2 separate regions of the Pelodiscus sinensis genome follow, and region 2 is linked to region 1. The links are chromatin contacts, called in public Hi-C maps. All regions are on one chromosome and are shown on one strand. Each heading gives the region's core, a stretch centred on a gene start, on an enhancer-like site or on the middle of the called end of the contact. The rest is flanking DNA. Distances are from core to core; before and after follow the strand shown.

Region 1 (4,163 bases), core at 1,018-3,517:
TATTTAAATAAATAAATAAGATCTCTGGGCAACCAAAAATGCAGATGTTTTTGCAGGGTCCCCTTATCACTGGGCCCCAAGTTTCAGCCACTAAAACCGCTGCATTCTGACCCTATCTTATGGGGGGGGGAGGCGGCTCCATGTACTGCTGTTCTCATCCTCTCCCATGTTGAATTGGAGCTGCAAGTGCCGGAAACTCCATCCAAGCACTTCCCCCACCTGCAGGCTCCACTCCACAGCTCCCGTTGTCCAGCAATTGAGGCCAGCAGGAGTTTCAGGGGGTAGTGTCTGTAGGGTACCATGCAGAGTCACCTGTGCCCTCACCTGACAGCATATGGGTGAATGTTAGGGTGACAGTCGATGTACAGGGTGACAGTGGTGTGTTGGTGGGGTTACAGTGTACAGGTGAAGGGATGGTGACAGTGGATGTACGGCAGCATGACAGTGAATGTATTGGTCCCAGGGTGACACTCAGTGTGTGGGTGACAGTTTGGGTGAGAGTGGATGTATCAGGGTGACTCTCGGTGTATAGGGGAGGGGATGGTGACAGTGGATGTACACGGAATGACAGTGGTGTGTTAGTGCGGTGACCCTCAGTGTCTGGGCAGGGCCGGACTGAGCCATTCCAGTGCCCTGGGCAGACAATTTAATTGCGCCCCTGGTTGGGGGAGGGCCCAGCCCGGCCCAGCCCAGCTACCACTGCTGGCGCGCAGCCCGGGGCTACCCGAGGCGGGCCAAGCCTGGCCGTTCAGGGCCCCACGGCTGCAAGGGGAAGGGTGCTGCTGGCCGGCGCTGCGGGGGTTAATGTGGCCCCACCCTGGGTGGCCACTGCACGGTGGCTGCTGGGAGCTGCTGCAGCCCACGATCCCCATAGATTGGTGCCCCGGGCAGCTGCGTGGCTAGCCTATGCCTTAATCCAGCCCTGTGTGTGGGTGAGGGTTTGGGAGACAGTGGATGTATAGGGGCCAGGGTGATACTCAGTGTGTGGGTGAGGGTTGGGCAACAGTGGATGTATTGGGGCCGGGGTGACACTCGGTGTGTGGGTGACTGGGTGACAGTGGATGTATTAGTGTGACACTGAGTGTGTGGGTGAGGGTTTGGGTAATAATGGATGTAGACAGCAGTGCATTGACAGGCTGGGTGAATCAGGGGTGGCCTGATGGAGACAGTTTCTGAAGTTCCTTTCTGCTGGAGTCTTATGAGCTCATGGGTGTGCAGAGCGTCCGGCATGTGGTGTCCAGAGCGTCCCGCTGACCAGTCTCACACTCTCTTGACTCATTGGTCAGCAGCACTTCGGGGCTGGTTGGGAAGTAACAACTAAGGATGTGAAGTAACGGTTAATTGACTAGTTGAGTAGGCGATGGAATTTCTATCGACTACTCAACTAGTCAATAGGCACTTGCACATTTCAAAGGAGGAATTTGGAACTCCACATGTAGCCCGGGCCAGCGGGAAGTCCCGCTTACTCTGGGTTGTACGTGGTGTGCCAGCTCTGAAATGCACAAGAGTCCCCAGCAGTGGCTCTTGGGCATTTAAAGAATCAGCGCAGCATGGAGCCTGGAGACAGGAGCAGACTCAGGGTCCCCGTTGACCCCGGGCTCTATGTTGAGCTGCCGATTTAAAATGCCATGTAGAGCAGGGGTCAGTGGGGAGGCTCCCCACCTGACCGCCGGTTCAACGCAGCATTTCCCCAGAGTCCAGGGTCAGCTGGGGACTCCCTAGCTGTTCCCCGTGGAAATGCCGTGCTAGAGCCCGGGATCGCTGTGCGGTGCTGCCACTTTGAAGTACCCCCTGTTCCCACCCCTTGGCTGCCACTATCTGATAGAGACAGCAAGGGGAGGAATCCGCTAGTCTACTGATATTTGATAAGCATTTGCTTATTGGATAGTTGATTGGTCCTTTACAGCCCTGGTAAGTAGGGGTGAAGCTGCAGTTCCACTCCCCTCCACAAGAGGCAGCATCACGCAGCGACCTCCCTCCTTCCTTTCACTTCTTGGTGGCTTCCGGCTGCGCTTTTGCGCATGCGCCCTCCAACTGTTCAGCAGCCTGTGGAGCACGTGCGCGCCCCTTTCATGGGGGGGGGGAGGGCAGGTGTTACTTGAACAAGCACTCCTAGCTCGCAGCGCGTGCGGCCCACGTGGGGTGGGGATGGGTGGGGCCACGGGCGCGGTGCGCTTGGTCCTTATTGGCCTTGGGGAACAACGCCCCCCAGAGGCTGTTGCATTTCAGGGCGCGAATGCTTCGTGGATAATTGCGCCCGCGAGAGGGAGGGAGGGAGGAGGAAAACTCTATCCACCACGCATGCGCGGTCTCTGCGGCGGCTGCCCTTGAAGCGCGAGGGGCCGCCCCACGCTCAGTCGCATCGTCCTGATGTCATCGGCGCGCGCCGGAAGCGCCGCGTGTTGCCAAGATGGAGAGTAAGGGCTCGGTGGGCTCCTGCCTGGGGGTTTCTGCAGCCCCCCCCCGTTTGCCTTGCGCCTGTCCCGCGGGGGCTCTTCTCAGCCCGCCCTCGAGCGCTCCTCCGTGCGTGGCCCCGGCAGATGCGGGGGGGGGGGCCCAGTCGCGCGCAAGCGCAGGGAACGCGAAACGCCCCCCCCCCCCCCCAGCTCTCTAGGGCGGGGGCGGGTCTGCCAGACCCCGCAGTGGGGGCGGGGGGAGCGGTGCCTCTGCTGACGGGGCGTTTTGTGTTTCAGGCGTGATTTACAGCAAGCTCCCGCCGCAGGCTGCCAAGCTGCTGGATCTCCAGGTACCTCTGCTTCCCCTGAGCCTGTGCGCATGGGGCTGTGCACCTGCGATTTTTGTGTATGGCTGGCGCTGGGCGTTAACAGTGTCTGTTTCGGATCAGTCATTTGGTCCAGATCTTGTGGTTTACGGTATTTTTCCTCTCCTAAGAGAGGTTAATCAAGGCATCCTCACAGGGATCTGTAAAATTTGTATCTGCACCCGTATCCACAACGAGCTGTGGATATGCAGGGATAGAAAGCAGGATATCCAGAGATTTACAGGGCTCCAAAGATGGTCTTGGCATTGAGTTCTAGTCTTGGCATTTTGTCCAGAGTCATTCAGTAAGCACAAAATAGTTTCCACTTTGATTAGCAACTTATTCTCAGAGCTTCAGTGCTCCCAAGTTGATCTGTGCAGGCAAGACCCTGCACCTATGTGGAGTCTGGTTAGAGACAATGGACCTCAAATCAGGCCCTGGGCCCTAATTTTTTCTTACATTTACTGGGGGGGGAGGGAGTCATCCTGAATAATTATGCCTAATGATTTGAATGTCATTGGCTCTTCTCCTACCTGCTCTCTGAGAGTCAAATTTGGAGCCTCATAAACTTCATTGTGTTTTAGTGAATAATGCATCATGTTACAATGTTGGGTAAACTGGCCTGTCTTTTTTTCATAACAGCTGGTGGTGTATGTTTAAAGGAAACTTTCAGGAAATAACTTCTACATATCCCTGAAAGTAATGTTTTCTATTTGAAACAAGATTCTTAAAAATCTGTGGACACTTCAGGGGAGACACTTTTTTACTTTTCTTGCACAAATTATGGTCTTATCTGTATTTTACTTTTCATATTAGGACATTCCTATGAGAATGTTGGCTCTTAACAGAGAAAATTTGGAATTGTATAGCTAAATTTTTTAGTGGCATATGAACTCTTGCCTTTAAGTAATTTGTTTTAAGTCAGATTTGTCTGATTATTGATAGATGACTTATTTGTAGGGCCCTACTAATTTCATGGTCGATTTCGTGGTCACAGGATTTAAAAATTAGTACATTTCATTATTTCAAATATTTAAATCTGAAATTCTACAGTGTTGTAATTGTAGGGGTCCTGACCCAAAAAGTAGTTATGTGGGTGGGAGGGTCACAAAGTTATTGGAGGTTGAGGTTAAGTTATTGGAGGTGGAGGTATAATCACAGAATACTAGAACTGGAAGGGAACTCGAGAGGTTAAGTCCAGTTCCCTGCTCTCCTAGCAGGATCAAGCACCATCTGGATCACCTCTGACATATATCTGTCTAACCTGGTCTTAAATATCGCCAATGATAGAAATTCCACAACCTTCGTAGGCAATTTATTCCAGTGCTTAACCACCCTGACAGGAGGTGTGGTTTTTTTACTTCTATCCTTCCTTCTGCGCTGCTGTTGGTGTGGTGCTACC
Region 2 (4,163 bases), core at 928-3,427, 480 kb before region 1:
CTTTAAAATGTTGTATGTGCTCTTTTCAATGGGAAAGTAATTCAGCATTAATCCTCTTGTTTAGTGTTGAATATAAACTATGTTTTGTCAGCACACTGATGTTAAACAAGACTTGAGTCAATGTGGACAAGGCCAAGAGGTATGTAACGTGTCAACTGGATAATATTTGTTCAAGGGCACAGCATAGTTCTACATTATTACATGTAAGCCCACTGTTTTATACAGAAACGTAATACACACTTTAAAAAATGAACATGGACAGAATTATTGAAAAAGGATTATATTGAAGCTTTGCATCAAAAATTTTCTATTGCTCCGACCACGCTTGGTTTGAAAATTAAGTCCTGTAAAGTCCAACACTACTCAAACATTTTATTCAGAGGAAAAACTGTCAATACCCTTACACAAAGCACTGCATGAACTAGAAAAAGGCTGATGGCAGAAAAAAAGTTTTAATCTCTCTCACTTAACAAAGCTCCTTCTTTTGATCTCAAAAATAAGTCTTTCACTTTGTAATTAAAACTACAGCCACTCCGACTTACCAACACACCAATTTACGACCATCTGTACTTACAACCAATCTCCTATTAACCCCATTCTAAAATTTTCCAGTTGAGAACCATGTACGTCAAGTATTTCGAACAGTGCGGGCAGCGTGTTTAAGGGTATTTCCGACTTATGACCAAATCAAGTTACAACTACGTGATCGGAACATAACCCGTTCATAAGTCGGGGACTGCCTGTATTCATGTGCTACATGCAGTGTTTTCTATTCTATCCCCATTCCGGAGCTGTGAAATGAAAGCCTGCGAGTAGTACCTTCAAGGAGTCAAGCACAAGTTATCTAAAATCACTACTTCTGATTAGAAATATAAAAAGCTATTTTAAAAGGTAACCCTGTAACTGCTAAGAAATTTCAGCGGTTACACTGTTACACACACTGCAGCACTGTTACACATGCTGCAGGGATGTCAAATTTAGATTAACTGGCTAATCGAATAGTCAATGCAATTTGCATAGACTATTCAATTAGTCCATAAGCACGCCTCTATCTTTGAAGCTACATTTCAAAGATGAAAGCGCTGTGGGGAGCATGGGGCATTTCAAAGTGGCAGACCCCCGGCACCCCACAGCACTGCCACTTTGAAACATCCCCTCCTCTGTACCCCCCCTCCCCGCCTCTTTCTAATAGAGGCAGTAAGTGGGGAGGGGGCATGACTAGTCAACTAGTGTGTTGACTATACAATAAGCGACTAGTCCTTCACATCCCTCATAAAAGAGTCCGCAGGAAAGTCGGGGCCCACCAATCCCTGCTGGTCCGGCTGGGAGGGGAAGTGTCTTTGCCCGGCAGCCCCTGCCAGCGGGCCACAGCGTGTAACCTGTGGTGGGGGTGGGGCAAAGACAGGGGCCCCGCCCGCACTGGAGCTGCTCCCGTCAGTACCTGTTAACCTTTTAACGCCCTACTTCAGACCAAGCAGTTGGCACTGGATTCGATTCAATTACATCCTTGAGCGTGGAAACGACTCAGAGCTGCTCAGGTTTCCCAGTCCCCCTCGGCGTCCCGCACGGGGGGGGGGGGAGCTTTGGACAGCCCACCGGCCCCCGACCCTGCGCACTGCGGACATTTCCGCCGCTGGGAACGGGCACAAACGGTGCCCGGGCGCAGGCCAGCGGCAGTAACTCACAGCGGAGCTGCAGACGAAACCCGCGCACGGGAAGCGCTGCCCCGGCTCACGCAACCCTGGAGCCGCAGGCCAGGCCTCCCCCGCACCGAGCCACACACCCCCCGCCGCTGCTCCCACAGGCCCCGGCCGGCTACAGCGGCCCACCCACCCCCGCTAGCGGCCCGTCTCCAGCCCGAGCCCCGACTGCCCCACCCCCGTGCCGCACCGTTGATGCTGGCGGTGGCGACGAGGCCTCCGCGGGGCGCTCGGCCGCTCAGCGATTCCCGGCTCAGCACCAACCGCTTCGCGTCCAGCGGCAGCTTCCCGGGCCGCAGCACCACCTCCGGCACCAGCGGCTTCAGCGGGCCCGGCACGGCGTGCGCCGCGGCCGACAGGTACGGAGCCAGGGGGCCGGCACGGGCAGCCACGGACAACATGGCGGCGAGTGCGTCTGAGGTGGGTCACCTCAGTCGGTCATAGGGCGGGCGCAACTTCCCGACAGCCCTGACGCCGCGCGGGCGACGTGCCCCGCCCCCTGCCCGTACGTGCGCACGCCCCGCCCCCTGCCCGTACGTGCGCACGCCCCGCCCCCTCGGGTTGCTTCTGCCAAGGTCACTCTCCGTGACGTCACCCAGGCTCGCGTTTGTCCCCAGGTTTGGCTGAGACTTGCGGGCCAGCTGGCTTCAGTAACCTCCCGGACCCCAGCAGGCACTGCCGCTGCAGCCCGGCGGTGACGTCATTCAAACCACTACCGCAGCCTGGTGACCTTATGCTACGTAATACATGAGGTCATCTCACACCAGTGACGTCATGCCCTTCAGACGGCTAGCGGGTTGCGGATACTGCACCCAAAATGACAAGTCACCTCAACTGGATGGAATCACAGAAATGTAGGGAGGGAAGGGCCCTCTAGAGGTCCCCAAGCCCAGCCACCTGTGCTGGCCAGCTGCACAATCCTTGTTCAGAATGGCTGCGTCTAGATTGACATGATTTTCCGGAAATGCTTTTGACAGAAAAGTTTTCCATTAAAAGCATTTTCGGAACAGAGCATCTAGATTGGCACGGATGCTTTTCCACAAAAGCACTTTTTGCGGAAAAGCATCTGTGACAATCTAGACGCGCTTTTCCGCAAAAAAGCCCCGATCGCCATTTTCGCGATTGGGGCTTTTTTGCGGAAAACAAATCTGAACTGTCTACACTGGCCCTTTTGCCTGAATGGGAGCAGAATAGTATTTCCGCAAGAAGCACTGATTTCTTACAGTAGGAAGTCAGTGCTTTTGCGGAAATTCAAGCGGTCAGTGTAGACAGCTGGCAAATTTTTCCGGAAAAGCGGCACTTATTCAAAGTAGGAATAAGACCCTCCGGAAAAGGGCACTTTTTCCGGAGGATCGGGGCCAGTGTAGACGCTCTTTTCCGGCTTTTTTAAAAGCCGGAAAAAAGCGGCGGACATTTTTATTTAAATGCCGTGGGGGATATTTAAATCCCCCGCGGATTTCCCTACGACGACTGGTGAAATTTACATGCCCCTTCCGGAAAAGGGGCCAGTGTAGACGTAGCCCCCATGTGAAAACACTGTCCTGTCACACCAAAACATCATGCCCACCGTGGCATGGTGATTCTTCATGGCTGTGTTTTTGGAATGCACTGTTTAATTCTATTAGATCTTTAGACAGTTATATGACACTAGTTGGCCTGGTATCAAAAGCCACAATCCTACAAACACACGTGTTTAATATTATTACCATTCTCAGCTTAGGGTTTAAAATTAGCTGGCACTTGGTATTGACACTGTGGTGACGGTCTTGCCTGTATCCGATGCTAGCTCCTTTCTTTCCTGGCAGGGAATGGCTTAGCAAGCACAATTGTTCCTTATGAGAAAGGCACCAGTCTGTGCCCTGGTGAGGCTTGTCATCACTTTACGCATCTCATCCTCTATCATGACACCATCTGGGTTATTAATGAAACATCTTTAACCATTATCTGAAGAAAAATTGTTAAAATTCAGAGACAAGTTATATGCTCTTTTCTTTCTCTGTGTGCTGTCAGGTTTCCTTTTTAAATCTCTTTCCCTCCTCCCTCCTTTCTTTAAGCTGATTTGACTGTTGTCCTGTTTTTCTAGTCATTATTTCTGTTTCAAGGGAGAAAAACAGTGATAATCTTGCACTTTGTCTCTGGAAATTTGTGGGCCATAAATTTTATATCATGTCTGAAAAATGTAAAGCACATTTTTCACCACACGCTTGTTATTTTTATCACTACACTTCTGTGACCAGTCTCCAGTTTCTACAGCTTCAGTCTCTCATACATTGCTTACCATCAGCACGTTCTGTCTGGAACTCAGGCTCCTACAGAAGTCAAACAGTTCCCCTGAAACTCATTCTCATCATCAATGATTAGCAGGGTGGAGGAACACAGCAGCTGTAGTTCTCACCAAAAGTATATATTCTCTCATTTTGGGACCACAAATTATCCCTCTACCTTTAGTCATTTGCACACATT

The links. Hi-C and Micro-C count contacts between places; a contact is called where the count stands out from the background.
Region 2: a Hi-C map of an unstated tissue shows a contact between it and region 1, with 4 times the contacts expected there. The contact joins the promoter of UQCRFS1 here to the promoter of POP4 in region 1. A contact is called at or near these places in 2 of 5 Hi-C or Micro-C datasets (blood and an unstated tissue).

Annotation. Positions count from the first base shown.
Region 1 is chr12:25,916,103-25,920,265 of ASM4963464v1, reverse strand. POP4 (POP4 ribonuclease P/MRP subunit) reads left to right here and starts at 2,267. Exons shown (of 7, transcript XM_075940184.1): 1 at 2,267-2,417; 2 at 2,694-2,746. The coding sequence starts at 2,411.
Region 2 is chr12:26,394,052-26,398,214 of ASM4963464v1, reverse strand. It overlaps UQCRFS1 (ubiquinol-cytochrome c reductase, Rieske iron-sulfur polypeptide 1), which reads right to left and starts at 2,177. Exons shown (of 2, transcript XM_075940188.1): 1 at 1,891-2,177. The coding sequence starts at 2,101.